Linked DNA regions of Sus scrofa: all the other regions are linked to region 3. The links are chromatin contacts, called in public HiChIP or PLAC-seq maps. All regions are on one chromosome and are shown on one strand. Each heading gives the region's core, a stretch centred on a gene start, on an enhancer-like site or on the middle of the called end of the contact. The rest is flanking DNA. Distances are from core to core; before and after follow the strand shown.

Region 1 (4,297 bases), core at 1,012-3,511, 73 kb after region 3:
TCATTTAAAGTTTTAATAACCTTTTTTATTTTTCAAAATATACTTAATTTCATTGCTGTAATTTGATTTGATCTTTACCCACACACATTTTTTTAAAAGCTTATTGATTTTCTTTCTTTTTTTTTTTAGGGCCACAGCCCTAGCATATGGAGGTTCCCAGGCTAGGGGTCCAATCAGAGCTGCCGGCCTACACCACAGCCATAGCAACGCGAGATCCAAGCTGTGTCTGCGACCTATACCACAGCTCATGGGCAACAACAGATCCTTAACCTGCTGAGCTAGGCCAGGGATCGAACCTGCGTCCTCATGGATGCTAGTCGGGTTCTCTAACCTCTGAGCCAAGAGAGAACTCCTAAAAGCTTATTGATTTTCAAAGAGGCTTATAAATATAATGTTCTAAATGGGTCACTGAAAGGAATTGTGGGGGACTGGAAGGACTATTTTTCAGTGCCTGCACCACCTGCTTTAGAAATAAATTCCATTTTAAGGGTAAGGAAGACAAATAGGCACTACTTGAAATTCACTGATTTTCGAATTAGAATTCCAGAACTGAAAGAGTTTTGCTAATTCCTTTATTTCAAGGTCTGGAGAAGTTAAGTGATTTCTCTGAGGTCACATGGATCATTATCAGCAGAATCATGACTCATTCTGGTCTCTTGACTCCCAGTCCAGTGCCCCTTACACCACAAACAATCATTCCAAATCTTATAGCAGCCCGAGTTTTCAAAGTCAAAGAACTGTAGGAAGAACCCTCTGCTGTCCTTGGCTGGCACACTGACCCAGAGCCTCTTCCTCCCTTGTGTTGTCTCCTGGTTCTTAAGTGAGCTTTAACATGCAAGGCCCTGACATCCCCTTCTCATGAGACTCATGTTTGTATCTGTTTCAGCAGTTCCTGCATCTATGCTAATAACGTGCCATAGCTGGATATTATAAATCTTATCCTTTCTTGTCCGAGATCAGTGGCTTTGGTCTAAGCACACACAAAACACCCAGGAGCCATGGCTTCCTGCTTCCCGTCTTTCCCTCAAGTGACACATTGTTCACATTCTTCTTTCCCTTCTTACGGGCTTACTTACAAGTTCTTGCGAAGTGGCTTCACCTCTCTGTAGCTCAGTCTCCTCATCTGTAAAAGTGAGAAAATAATGATTACCTATCTCATAAGGATATTGTGAACATTAAATAAGTTGTTACACATAGCTTAAAACAGTGCCTTTCACATAGCAAGCCAGAGCTCATTAAATGTTAGCTCTCATCATTATTTTCGTTGTCACTATTACCAAGGGCTCTGAGGAAGCAATTTCTCATCACTACGAAGTTTCCCAGATGTAGGACCTTGCAACTTATTTAATTTCCTGGATCATCACACTCACCTATTATAAAAGGGAAGCAAACTAGGTTATCATAAAGATCCTTAAAGCTCGGACAGATGGGATCGTCCTACCCACCCACATCCCTTCTCTGCACTGACCCCTCCCATCCCTCTGCTAGTCATCCTAAGCACCTGAGGCCTTTGCTTCCAGTTCGCTGCCTTAATAATCCTTCCTGTCTCCAAGACACAATGTTGCCCTGTCCCAGGAGACGTTTGCGTCTTAATAATGTATTCTGAAGGACCAAATAACTTTGAAGACTCAAAAGACTCACGCTCCACTGGTGGAATTGCCTTGTCAGAAGGAGAGTAAGGAGCAAGCTTCCTCATGCCTTGAATCACTTCACATTGGCAGCTACTTACTCTTTTCCTGTGATCATGAAGCCCACACTCAGGGCATTTTTCCTCTTATAACATGTTGTGGATGACACCCTCAGCAATCCCAGTCGCCACCAGGGCTGTTTCTTTCAAAATCATTGTATTAGTTTTGTTGGTGGTGGTGGGTGAGTGTGTGTGCGTGTGTGTGTGTGTGTGTGTGTGTGTGTGTTCTGTCAGCCGCTTAACCTACCACTAAAAGGTTAAGAATAGAGCTTCTCCAGCGTGAACTAAGCCCATTTAATTCATCAGTACTGCATGTTCCTGGTGTCCCTGGTTCCCACAGGCCAGTGCTGTGCGAGGCCTGAGAAAGAACATGGGAAGGCCCCTTGTCACAGTGATTACAGTGGGTTGGAGGGCAAAGACACCACCGCCAGGGCGATACCCCTGAACTGCCTGGGCAAACACTCCCTCACTGAACTGTAGGCCTTCACATTTCTCCTGAGACATTTGTCACCTCCTACGTCCTACTTCCTCGTTGGTTGGCAGAATATGAGCCTCTTCTACCTCTCCCACATGCTCAGCACAGGCCAAACCCCGAGCAAATGCAGAGAATAAATACATGATCTTTTCCTCATTTATGTTCTACCAGTAACCTAGCCAAATCCAAATGCTTTAGTGGGATACACTGCTTGGGTCACTTAGTTTCCTGTAGGGGGCGTCAAGAGCAGGTAGTGTGATTTAAAAGAAGGCAGAGGGAGCTAGGGGCTTCCAAAGGCAGAATGACAAAGTCTCCCTGTGAATTTTGCTGAAAGCTTATTATGCCAAATTCCAATAAATGCACAATAAATGTTTCCCATCCCAGCTCCCACTTGGCTCCCAGAAAGAAAAAGGAAGCAAAACTCCTGTTATTGCTCCAGCTGGAGTGGGCTGGGAGAGGCTTCTTCTATCTGACAGGAAGGGTGTCAGGAGCAGCTACATCCTGTTTGTGCTCGGCCAGTCATCACACTTCCCAGGACTTCCTTCTCTGTGGCCTTGTTTTCTTTCCAGATTTCTTCTCAGATTCCCTGACATTCCTTTGTCTTTTGTTACAGCTCTGGGGCATAATCAAGCAAGGCTACAAATGCAAAGGTAAATGAACATTATTTTATTAAAATTTTAAAATGTGACGTTTGGGGCAGGAATCCTATTTGTCTGATAGAAACCTTATAGCTCTTGACATCGTGGAGATCATGGGGCTTTGGGGCCTTTTGCTCCTGAAGAGTTAATGTGTCCAGGAAAGGACTCCCTGAAGTTTGGGAGAGCCCAGGCTGGAATTTTATCACTTATTACAAAGAGCAAACAAACCCCCCTGTCAACCCCCACACATCTAGCCCCTATCTATGAGATGTCTTGCTCATCATCACCACACAGTCAAGATGGGAATTCTGAGGCGGGCAAGCCTAATGGAAATACTGTTTAAAAGAGCTTTGACCTTCAAGGGGGGAGAAAAGTGCTCTTTTCTGTAATACATATGCATGTCTTTCTACTCTCACATAGCTATTTTTTTCTCTAGTAAATCACAGATGATAAGAAAAGAGGAGAAACTTGTGTCCCTTTCAATGAATTTGTTCATATACTTCCGCCATGTAATTGAAATTTATAACAATTGAGTAAATAATGTATTTGATAAACGCAATAGGAATGTGTTGCTACTTATATAGTATATTCCTAGTACAATTTACTGGTGTTCTAAAAATTGTTGGATATTTAAATGCAGACTGTTTATACTGATTCTTTTAAGGATATAGTAACACTCTTGAAAAAATATAATAAAACTGCAAAAGGGAACATCTTAATCACAGAATGCGTTCAGATTAATAATGGTCCCTTGTGATGCCTTTTTTCGTTATCCGTCTTTCAGTATTTGGCCTTCATTTTACATGAACAGGGAGCTTCCTTGAACTCCCCTTTAGTTCTAACTTGGATTATCTTAGTCGTAGAGTTTTACTTTCAAGCGGCAAAGATACTGCAGTATCTTACTGCCCAGCCATGAGTCATTAGTTTCATTCTGGCTTCTGCCCCCTTATCCCCTAGACACGCATAGACACACATACTTTTATGAATATGATGAAAATCAACCCCTAGGATCATCTTTGCGTATATATTTTCTCTTAAAAACACATCAAGTGAAAAACCTAACTAAAATTGACTGTACATGTCATTACAATTTGATCTTTCTATGATATCATTACAAAACCACTTTAAAAGAGATCATTGGGAGGGAATGGGTATTGGAAATAATAAGAAAGGTCAATGAAAGAGAAATATACCCTTTAAAATGATCATATCTGATCAGGGATTCTAAGAGAAATGTAGGACCCTCATCATATGAAGTAATTGTGTTGCTGTCTTCCAAAGTGGCCAAAATTTTCTATCCCAAGTAGTGCTTAATATCTATTTTCTTAACTAAAGCATCTAACGAGAAGGTCACAGAATGTGCCACATGCCGTTTCCAAGCCATAGTCAAATCTGGGATATGTTTATTGAGCATATGCTCACCTGGTTTTCTGTTTCTTCCCCAAGAAAGGAAGCAAGACATATGATCACTTGCTCCAAAAAGTGTTTTGGGAAACG
Region 2 (3,883 bases), core at 751-3,250, 120 kb after region 3:
CCTACAAATGTCTCACTGTGTTACATACTTAAATTTTATTGATTTATCCCACAAGTAATTACTGAATTCTTACTGTGTACCAGGTGAGAAATAAATGGTCATTTATTTCTAATATTTCCCAGTAAATCCTTGAAAAGCACACATCAATCAATTAAGACTAATTTTTGATGGCTGAATGCCACCAAACTAACACGTTACGGGTTAAAATTTATAGTCAAGTTTTCAGAAAATCCCACGGTTTATCTTACAACCCATCCCAATTATTTATTTAATTAGTGTTATTACAGTTACAATGACTGTTCCAGTACCCAAGAGAAGAAAAACACAATTAACAAAGGGTAAGAGAACAATCATAGGAAGAAGTGGCATCCATCATCAGTTGTTGCAGATGGACTTCATTTAAGTAGGGTTTACCTTCATCCTCTCATGCTACTTCTCCTTCAACACTAAGTGTCACTTCTAGGAAGCTTAGGACTTGTTTCCTTTCCCAGTTTTCTTTCTTCCTGGCTCTCCTCAGTTCTCAAGGCATATTCTCACAGTGTGAACTTTTCTTCCACCTCACTTTGTACCCTTAAGTGTTCAGACCAACATTGCCAACAGACCCAAAGTGTTTACTGAATACTTCATGTGTGAAATTTAACAATTTAGTCTAAGAGGTTCACCAAAAAGACACCACTTTGCTGATTGTGACTTTTACTTAGGTTCTCATCAAAGAAATAAGCTGCCTAAAGTCTGACTTTATTCATGAAAATTCAGAGCAAGCTCCAAAGAAAAGAGCAATGGTAATTCATATTGACAGAAAAAGATAAGCACAACCACTGCCTTTCCTAAAAATGGGCAGACTTTGGGAACCCTTGTTCTTTTAATACTAAAGTAAGCTTTCCCCCAAAGGCTTCCATGGCATGGAAAAACCTAGAGGAAGGTTTTGATAAGAGACTTGTTACTTTTATAGTTTTCTAAATCCGTATTTTTTTTTTTTAAGCTGTACTGTGGGCAAATATTTAATTATACAATTTGTTTCTGGACAGCATTTAGCCCAAGAAATTCTAAGTTCTCAAGTTTTAAGAGAGTACACTGATCTGGGTGACCCAGTGAGATAAGCAGCCTTATTTCCAGCTTCCAGATACTGATGAATTATGGCTGGGTTAACTGTCAGGGGGAGACAAAAATGCACAACAAATACGCTGGGACTTGGTGGGTGAGGATGCCCCTAAGACTAAGAGCTAATGGCGGCTCAGTGAAGGTGTGTCAGAGTCAAGGGAAACAGCGAGTGGTTCCCATGAAGGTGGTGACAGGTTAGGTGTATAAGTGAGCTGGCTGGCAGAACGGATGCAGCGCAGACATGTGCCTTAGGGAAGCCTGGGTGCATGCAGACATGACTGGGCAAAGGAGATTTTCTGAGCGAAGTGGGGTGGGGTAGGAGCAGGGGCTCAAGACAGAAGCAGGAAGTTTGGAGGACAAGTAGGAAAACAGAGAATCAACTTTGGCAACCTCCAGAGTGAGGGGGTAGGGCAGAAGGATGGGGAGCACGGAGAGAAGCTGGGGAGGGGGGTGGCGTGAACCAGAGCCCAGACAATGACACGCATGACTGACAAACGCTGCGGGAAACTTGGCTGCACCGAGCACAGGGCAGGCCTAGGGGCGTCGCAGCCGGAGGGCCCCGACCCAGCAGAGCAGGCAGTGGACGTGGCATTGGGGTCCTGGAGGTATAGGGAGGCGACAGCCAGGAGCCACGGGGTGAGGCGTGGAGAGGCAGGTGTCGCTGACTGAGGTGGAGAAGGAGTTTTCGGGCCGGTGGGCGACAGTGTGGGGTTTGGGAGACCCGTGCCCTGGCAGTCTTACCCTAGATCTTCCAACGACTCCAAGATGTCAGACTCCAAGAGGTCACACTCCATGCTACTGTGGTATTCAAATTTCCGAGTCGTCAGGCTCCCCTCTTCGCCGGCAACGCGTACACTCGCGCATGCGCTGCTTCCCCGGAACTTCCAAATCGACAGCTGGCGCCTCAGTCCATGCACTGCGCATGTCCGGAGCGTGCGTAAGAAACTTGGTCCCGCCTGCCGGCCCGCCCCGGCCGCCTGAAAGATGGTCAGGCGACACTACACGCACATGCGTATTACTGAATAGTGAAGCCGACGGCCCCAAGAAGGGCAGGAGGACTGGCTGCGTGGCAGCTGGGCGTGGGGACCTGGCGAGGGCCGGGGGCGCTCTAATTTTTCCTAATTGGGTGTGCGCATGTGCGAAGCTTGGGGCGAGGCGGGCGGGGAAGGATCCTCGGGCGGGGGAGGGTGGGGGTCCATAGAGTTGGGTGGGCGTTTGCTGTGAAACTGACTGTCTGGATCCCAGTCGCCTGAGTGGGTGACCAGCCTTACCTGTGGGCCGTAGAGAGGGAGAAGTTCGTTCGCTCTAATTCCTTAGAACAGGGCTAGAGACGGGACAAGTGCCGAGAATGGCAGATAACATGCCGTCGGAGTTCCTGGTGGCTGCAGTAGCTGTATTTCGGAGTTAAGGAGTAAACTTTCCCTTGACACGGATGTATTCAGAAAGTTGATTCATTCCGTTCCTTTGCCGTTCTCTACCAGACTTCTTAAGCCCTTCCCAGACACTAAGAATCTTTATTTTAAAGGGGTGGGGGAGGGAGGTAAGAGGGGGGCCTTCGCTGTGTGTCAATATCAAATAGGATGGAATATATTTAAACCCACGCAGTTTAAAGGGTAAATAAACTTTTTGTTGTACCGTTATCGATTTGGCATTTTTTGGCATGGTGTGACACTCGCATCACGATGGGCTGTGGTTTCTTGGCAGTTACTGGTTGGGTATGTACTTAGAATTTATTGAAAAAAATGAGAAAAATTGTTTTCGAAGTGATGGCATATTTAGAAAATTACATTTAACTATAAATGGGCATAATTGTGCACTGTGTAGGCATTAAAGAGTTTTCACACTGCTATCAGTAAATTTTATTTTGTAGTTCTCAAATATTTTGGTATCTAATGGATAAATGCTCCTTATTCTTCATAGTACCTTTAAAATTCCTTATTTTGCACCATCTGGAATGAGGGAAGGAATTAACATTTATTATGTATCTACTGTGTGTTTGAATTGTATTATTTCCTTGATCGGTGTTATTTTATGCAATCATCATAAGGCTGTGTAAGTATTACTCCCATTTTGCAGGTGAGGACACTAAGGCTTAGTTGGCTTGTCTATCAAAAATGGTAAGACCTGGCTTTTGAAACTGAGATATCTCTAAATTCATATTTATTCTTATTTGACTAGTCAAATAAGGATTTATAAGCAGGATGTGAAAAAATAGGAAGATGTAGCTAGTTGGATAAACAAATCATGTATGCTTGTATATCCTGTATATAAATACCTTAAAATAAAAACAATAGTTATTCTTATAGGGTTATTGAAGGTGCTAAACAAAAAGTAATTGTGCAAAATCAAGTTGGGAAAAAAGTTTTCATTCTTGACTCACTTTTCAAGGTAAGTTCTAACACATACTATTAGTGAGTGAACAAGTAAAAACTCCCCTAAATTTATTATTATTCTCTATCTAATGCAAATAGTTACATTAAATGGAGGGCAGCCAATGCAAAGTATTTAAAAAAATATTTAAAATAATTCTATAATGGATTTTACTGAAATAAAAACAATGATTTTAAAAGTAATATTGTCATCATTTCTAAGGATTTACTAGAAATCTCTTGCATTTTTATTTTCAAATTATTTGTTTGTGAATATCTGAAGACCTCATTCAAACAATTACATGAAAATAACTCTAATCTGGGAGCCCTGGTTTTTGCCTCGGTACAATATAAGAAAGAATTTTCTAACACTTAGAGTTGTCTAATATCCATCAGGTATCTTTAATAGATGA
Region 3 (4,117 bases), core at 71-2,570:
CTCAGCACAGTTGGTCCAGAGTATCATATCAGCCAAAGATCTGGGATGGAAGCAGATTTGGATGCCTGGCTAGTCTGGTTTTGACAAAACCTAGAGCATCCAATGAGAAAACAGTATTTCCAACTCCTTCATTCCTCTTTGTGCCAACTGGGTAAGGTCCCTGGGTTAGCATGTGGTCACATGACCCAGAGAGTTAGTTCCCTGGATAGAAGTTCTCAGGCTAGGGATCAGATTGGACCTACAAGGAAGCCACAGAAATGCAGGATCTGAGCTATATTTGCAACCTAGACTGGAGCTTTCAGCAACGCCGGATCCTTAACCCACTGAGAAAGGCCAGGAATTGAACCCTCATCCTCATGGATACTCATTGGGTTTTTAACCCACTGAGCCACAATGGGAACTCCCCAAGGGGCCATTAATGAGGAATTTTGCTTCTGGAATAGTCTCCCCTTTTCCGAAGGCTGATAATAGAAAAGAGCTCCCAGGTGAAACTGTGTCTCCAGAATCATAAGGCCATACACCATAAAACTGGGAGGGGTCTGTATGGCAGTCTGAGTGTCCTTTGAATGATAACACCTGCTGAATTTTTGAAAGCCCACTGATTATTTTGAAAAGCCTAGTGATATCTTGACTTTCAACATGTTAACATCGGACTAATAGAAATAATTATTTTATGTGCAGACAGCACATCCATGAAGCCAAAGCTTTTTGATTCTGGGATAGGAACTATAGCATGCACAACTTCATACCTTCATTTCAAAGATGAGGGGATTGTAGCAAATGTATCTGGGTCCTAGTGCTAGTGAGTGGCAGAGCTTGTAAAGGGTTACTTGAAAAGAGTAGCTCTTGTACTACTACCATCATAATATTAACACTAATACTTATAACTTACATTTATTGTGCACTTCCTATGCCAAATGATGTGCTAAACAAGTATTTATTTTCATACAATCCTCAAAGTAAGTCTATGTATTTTATATAATTGTTCCTGTTTTATAGATAGAGAGTCAAGTTCAGAGACTACAACCACTCGCCTATGTATGGCACAGGCAGAAGTGACACTGAGGACTGACTCCAGAACCTGCCTATATTAAACAGACAAAAGAGGAGCTCTTATGCTAATCCCACATGCTGAAGCTTAAACGCTCACAAAATGCAAATGAGAATATTTCGGCACCCTACGATTAGATGCACAATGTGTGTTGTGGCCCTTTCGGACTCTCCAGGGCAGGAAGGGTGAGGTTTCCCCTTGTGACAGTCCAAGCCCAGGCTTACAGGGCCACGCTGACCAGCAGTGTGTTTTTCTCTGTAAGAGCTGTTCTCTGATGGCCCTCCCACGGGTCAGAGCGGAGACTGAGAGCTTTGTTATTACCCGGGAGCACATTGCACTTGCTGTCTCTGCTGGCCTTTTCCTCAATTTTTCCTGTCACTCCTTCCTTTGGAGGACCATCTGCAGCCACGCCCTACCCCAAACAGCTGGCCTAGGGGGTGATAACACTAGGGTCAGACCTATTCATTGTGTGGCTCAACATGGAAGGTTGGTCGTCCAAAGAGGTTATTGTCCTTTAGGAATAGAAGCAACCCAATCCTTCCCTCTCTTTGCTCTGTTTGTCCAAGCTGTGAGGGAGGGTCCCTGGCCAGGGCGCTGGGTGTGGGCAGGGAGGGAGGAGAGATGTGCTTTTGTCTGTTTGCCTGGGAGGGTGACCTCACCTGTGTTTGCCTTGGGGCACACAACTCCCTCCACCTGCCACTTATCTAAAGACTGACTTTCTCACTTGTGGGCCATGAACCTGTGGCTTTCCTGGGTCATCAACCAGAGACAGAGCCCTGAGAAAGCCCTACCTGTAAAACTCTTCTAAAAATTTAATTTAGCTCTCCATATTTCATCCTGTGAATAAATGTCAAAACGAGGGCTGGCGATGAGAAAGAGCACTGAGTAAGTAGCAGAAGGGTCTTTTGATTAATCAGGAGGAAAGTTAAGTACACCATTTTGCATGTCTTTGAGAAAGTTGTCAATTTTTTACAAGGGTGCTATAACAAGATTGCACATTTTGAAGAGCAAAATATTTACAACTAGATGAGGGAATTTATCATCTACTTCTCACCTGCCTTTTGCCTTTAAGCCCAACTCAAGAGTAATCAGCAATATGGTCTATTAACCCAGAACCACTGGAAATTACCTCCAGTTATTTCTGGGAATTGGTTATTTCCATAGCAATTGGCATGGTCCAGTGGATGTTACATGGAGACATGTGAGACAGACTCAGAATCGTGGTAGAGTCCACAAGTCAGACTCCAGAGCTGGTGTGAAGAAAATAAAGTGATTATGTTCCTGAAGTCTTTTATAAGAAAGCACATTTTGCGATGCAGTTTTGTTTCTTGTTTTTTGTTTTTTTGCTAGCTTATGTTCCAAAGAACCTTTTCTCAAAGAGTTAATTCTCTTGAGTCCTACTTTCTCTTTGTATTGATTTCCCACTTGCCTCCCCTGGAGTTGTTTAGCAGTTTGTGTGTCACATTCCCATGTTTTATAGATTTGGAAGTCTGGGGTTTCTGCTGTTTCCAATGATCATAGTAGTGTACCTTTGGAGTCTATGATATGTATGTACATTTGCTGTGATTTCATCTTCTTTGAGCCCAGCTACAATGTCAAAAAGACCAACTCCTGCTGGGAATTTTCTTGTATTAGACACTTTCTTGCACTTTGCCACAGTCTTGTGAAGGAAGGACACCATCACCCTTGTTTGCAGTGAGGAAAATGAAGATGAGCAAAAGTGTATGACTTGCCCATGGTCATGGGACTGGTAGGTGACCGAGCTCAGCTAGGTCCTCAGTCTTCTGACTCTGAATAATATCTATGGAATTGTTCTCTGTGGTCCCAGTGCTGTAATTTGTGTTATCTTCTCATGGGTGAAATGATGACTGCTATCTCACACATGTCAGTGATGATGTTTCCAAAGCCTTTGGATATTTGGCTTCAGAAACGGGGTCAGCTTAGGTTCAGACACAATAATATTTGTTTTGGGTAGTCTTTTTAAAGGAACTTAGTGGTCATTTTCCTACCCTGCAGACCCAATGTGGTTAAATTGGAGTCATACACATCTGTGGCATGACATAATATTCAGCTTTTAGAAGGGGTCTTTTTTTTTTTTTTTTTTTTTTGGTCTTTTTTGTCTTTTTCTAGGGCCACACCCATGGCATACATAGGTTCCCAGGCTAGGGGTCTAATTGGAGCTGTAGCTGCCGGCCTACACCAGAGCCACAGTAATGCCACATCCAAGCCACATCTGTGACCTACATCACAGCTCGTGGCAATGCTGGATCCTTAACCCGCTGAGCAAGACCAGGGATCGAACCCACAACCTCATGGTCCTATCAGATTCATTAACCACTGAACCACAGTGGGAACTCCTAGAAGGGGTCTTTTTTTTTTTCGAATTAAAAAGCATAGTATAATGTCCAGTACGTGGTCCCCTTGCCCAACAAAACCATCTGCATTCTTGGAAGTTCTGCCTGGTTTCGGTGCTTATCCCCATGGGGAAACAGTGTTCTTTGCCCACCAGGAACAGGGTCCCATGACCATTTCCCTCTGCAAAGTTTTCTGCTCACAATGAGACAGTCTAAGTTTGCTAGAATAATTGAGAAACTTCAATTTCTGTTATTGCAATCCAGTTCATTGTATAATCAGTACGTTGGCAAGGTCCTAAAAATGCAGTGTGTGATGCCTGATGATTTCACAGTGCAGCTGAGATGGTGAGAGCTTAGAGGCCGAGGAGAGGGGAAAAACGAGTGATCAGCTTTACGACAATAACAGCTGTTATAGGGTTTCTTTCTAAATAGATTTTTTTTGGGGGGGGGAATGGATGTGGAAAGTAGCCTTCTTTGAATTTAAAAAATCCTAAAAAATATTAAATTCATGAACTGACTCAAAGGGCATTCTTCCTCAGTAGACGACAGTGTAATGATCAGAACTTCCTTCACCTTTCGAGAGGATAAAAGGGGAATTTTTTTTTTTTTTAAAGAAAAGAAAAAGATGAAATAACCGGTTAAAGATTTACCTTCCTGGGCTACAGTCTGTAGAGTTGGAGTACTATAAACTTTGATGACCGTACTGTAAGTG

The links. HiChIP or PLAC-seq counts read pairs in DNA pulled down with a chosen protein or histone mark.
Region 1: an H3K27ac HiChIP or PLAC-seq map of alveolar macrophages shows a contact between it and region 3. The contact joins two enhancer-like sites. A contact is called at or near these places in 2 of 47 Hi-C or Micro-C datasets (liver and retroperitoneal adipose tissue) and 2 of 2 datasets of contacts at active chromatin or transcription factors (alveolar macrophages and skeletal muscle).
Region 2: an H3K27ac HiChIP or PLAC-seq map of alveolar macrophages shows a contact between it and region 3. The contact joins the promoter of FAM98A here to the enhancer-like site in region 3. A contact is called at or near these places in 15 of 47 Hi-C or Micro-C datasets (blood, embryonic fibroblasts, epiblast stem cells and 8 more) and 2 of 2 datasets of contacts at active chromatin or transcription factors (alveolar macrophages and skeletal muscle).

The regions. Positions count from the first base shown.
Region 1 is chr3:106,104,450-106,108,746 of Sscrofa11.1, reverse strand. RASGRP3 (ras guanyl-releasing protein 3) reads left to right here. Exons shown (of 18, transcript XM_021087646.1): 15 at 2,776-2,812. Among named protein-coding and RNA genes, the nearest start is that of FAM98A, 45 kb to the right of the region's middle. Within about 2 kb of position 2,261, at least 16 of the 83 cell types and tissues checked have an H3K27ac peak or open chromatin away from gene starts, as enhancers often do. A contact at or near this core is called in alveolar macrophages and retroperitoneal adipose tissue, where this site is marked.
Region 2 is chr3:106,059,684-106,063,566 of Sscrofa11.1, reverse strand. It overlaps FAM98A (protein FAM98A), which reads right to left and starts at 2,000. Exons shown (of 8, transcript XM_003125249.5): 1 at 1,843-2,000. The coding sequence starts at 1,895.
Region 3 is chr3:106,176,649-106,180,765 of Sscrofa11.1, reverse strand. The region is part of intron 1 of RASGRP3 (ras guanyl-releasing protein 3); the gene reads left to right. Among named protein-coding and RNA genes, the nearest start is that of RASGRP3, 35 kb to the left of the region's middle. Within about 2 kb of position 1,320, at least 14 of the 83 cell types and tissues checked have an H3K27ac peak or open chromatin away from gene starts, as enhancers often do. A contact at or near this core is called in alveolar macrophages, retroperitoneal adipose tissue and subcutaneous adipose tissue, where this site is marked.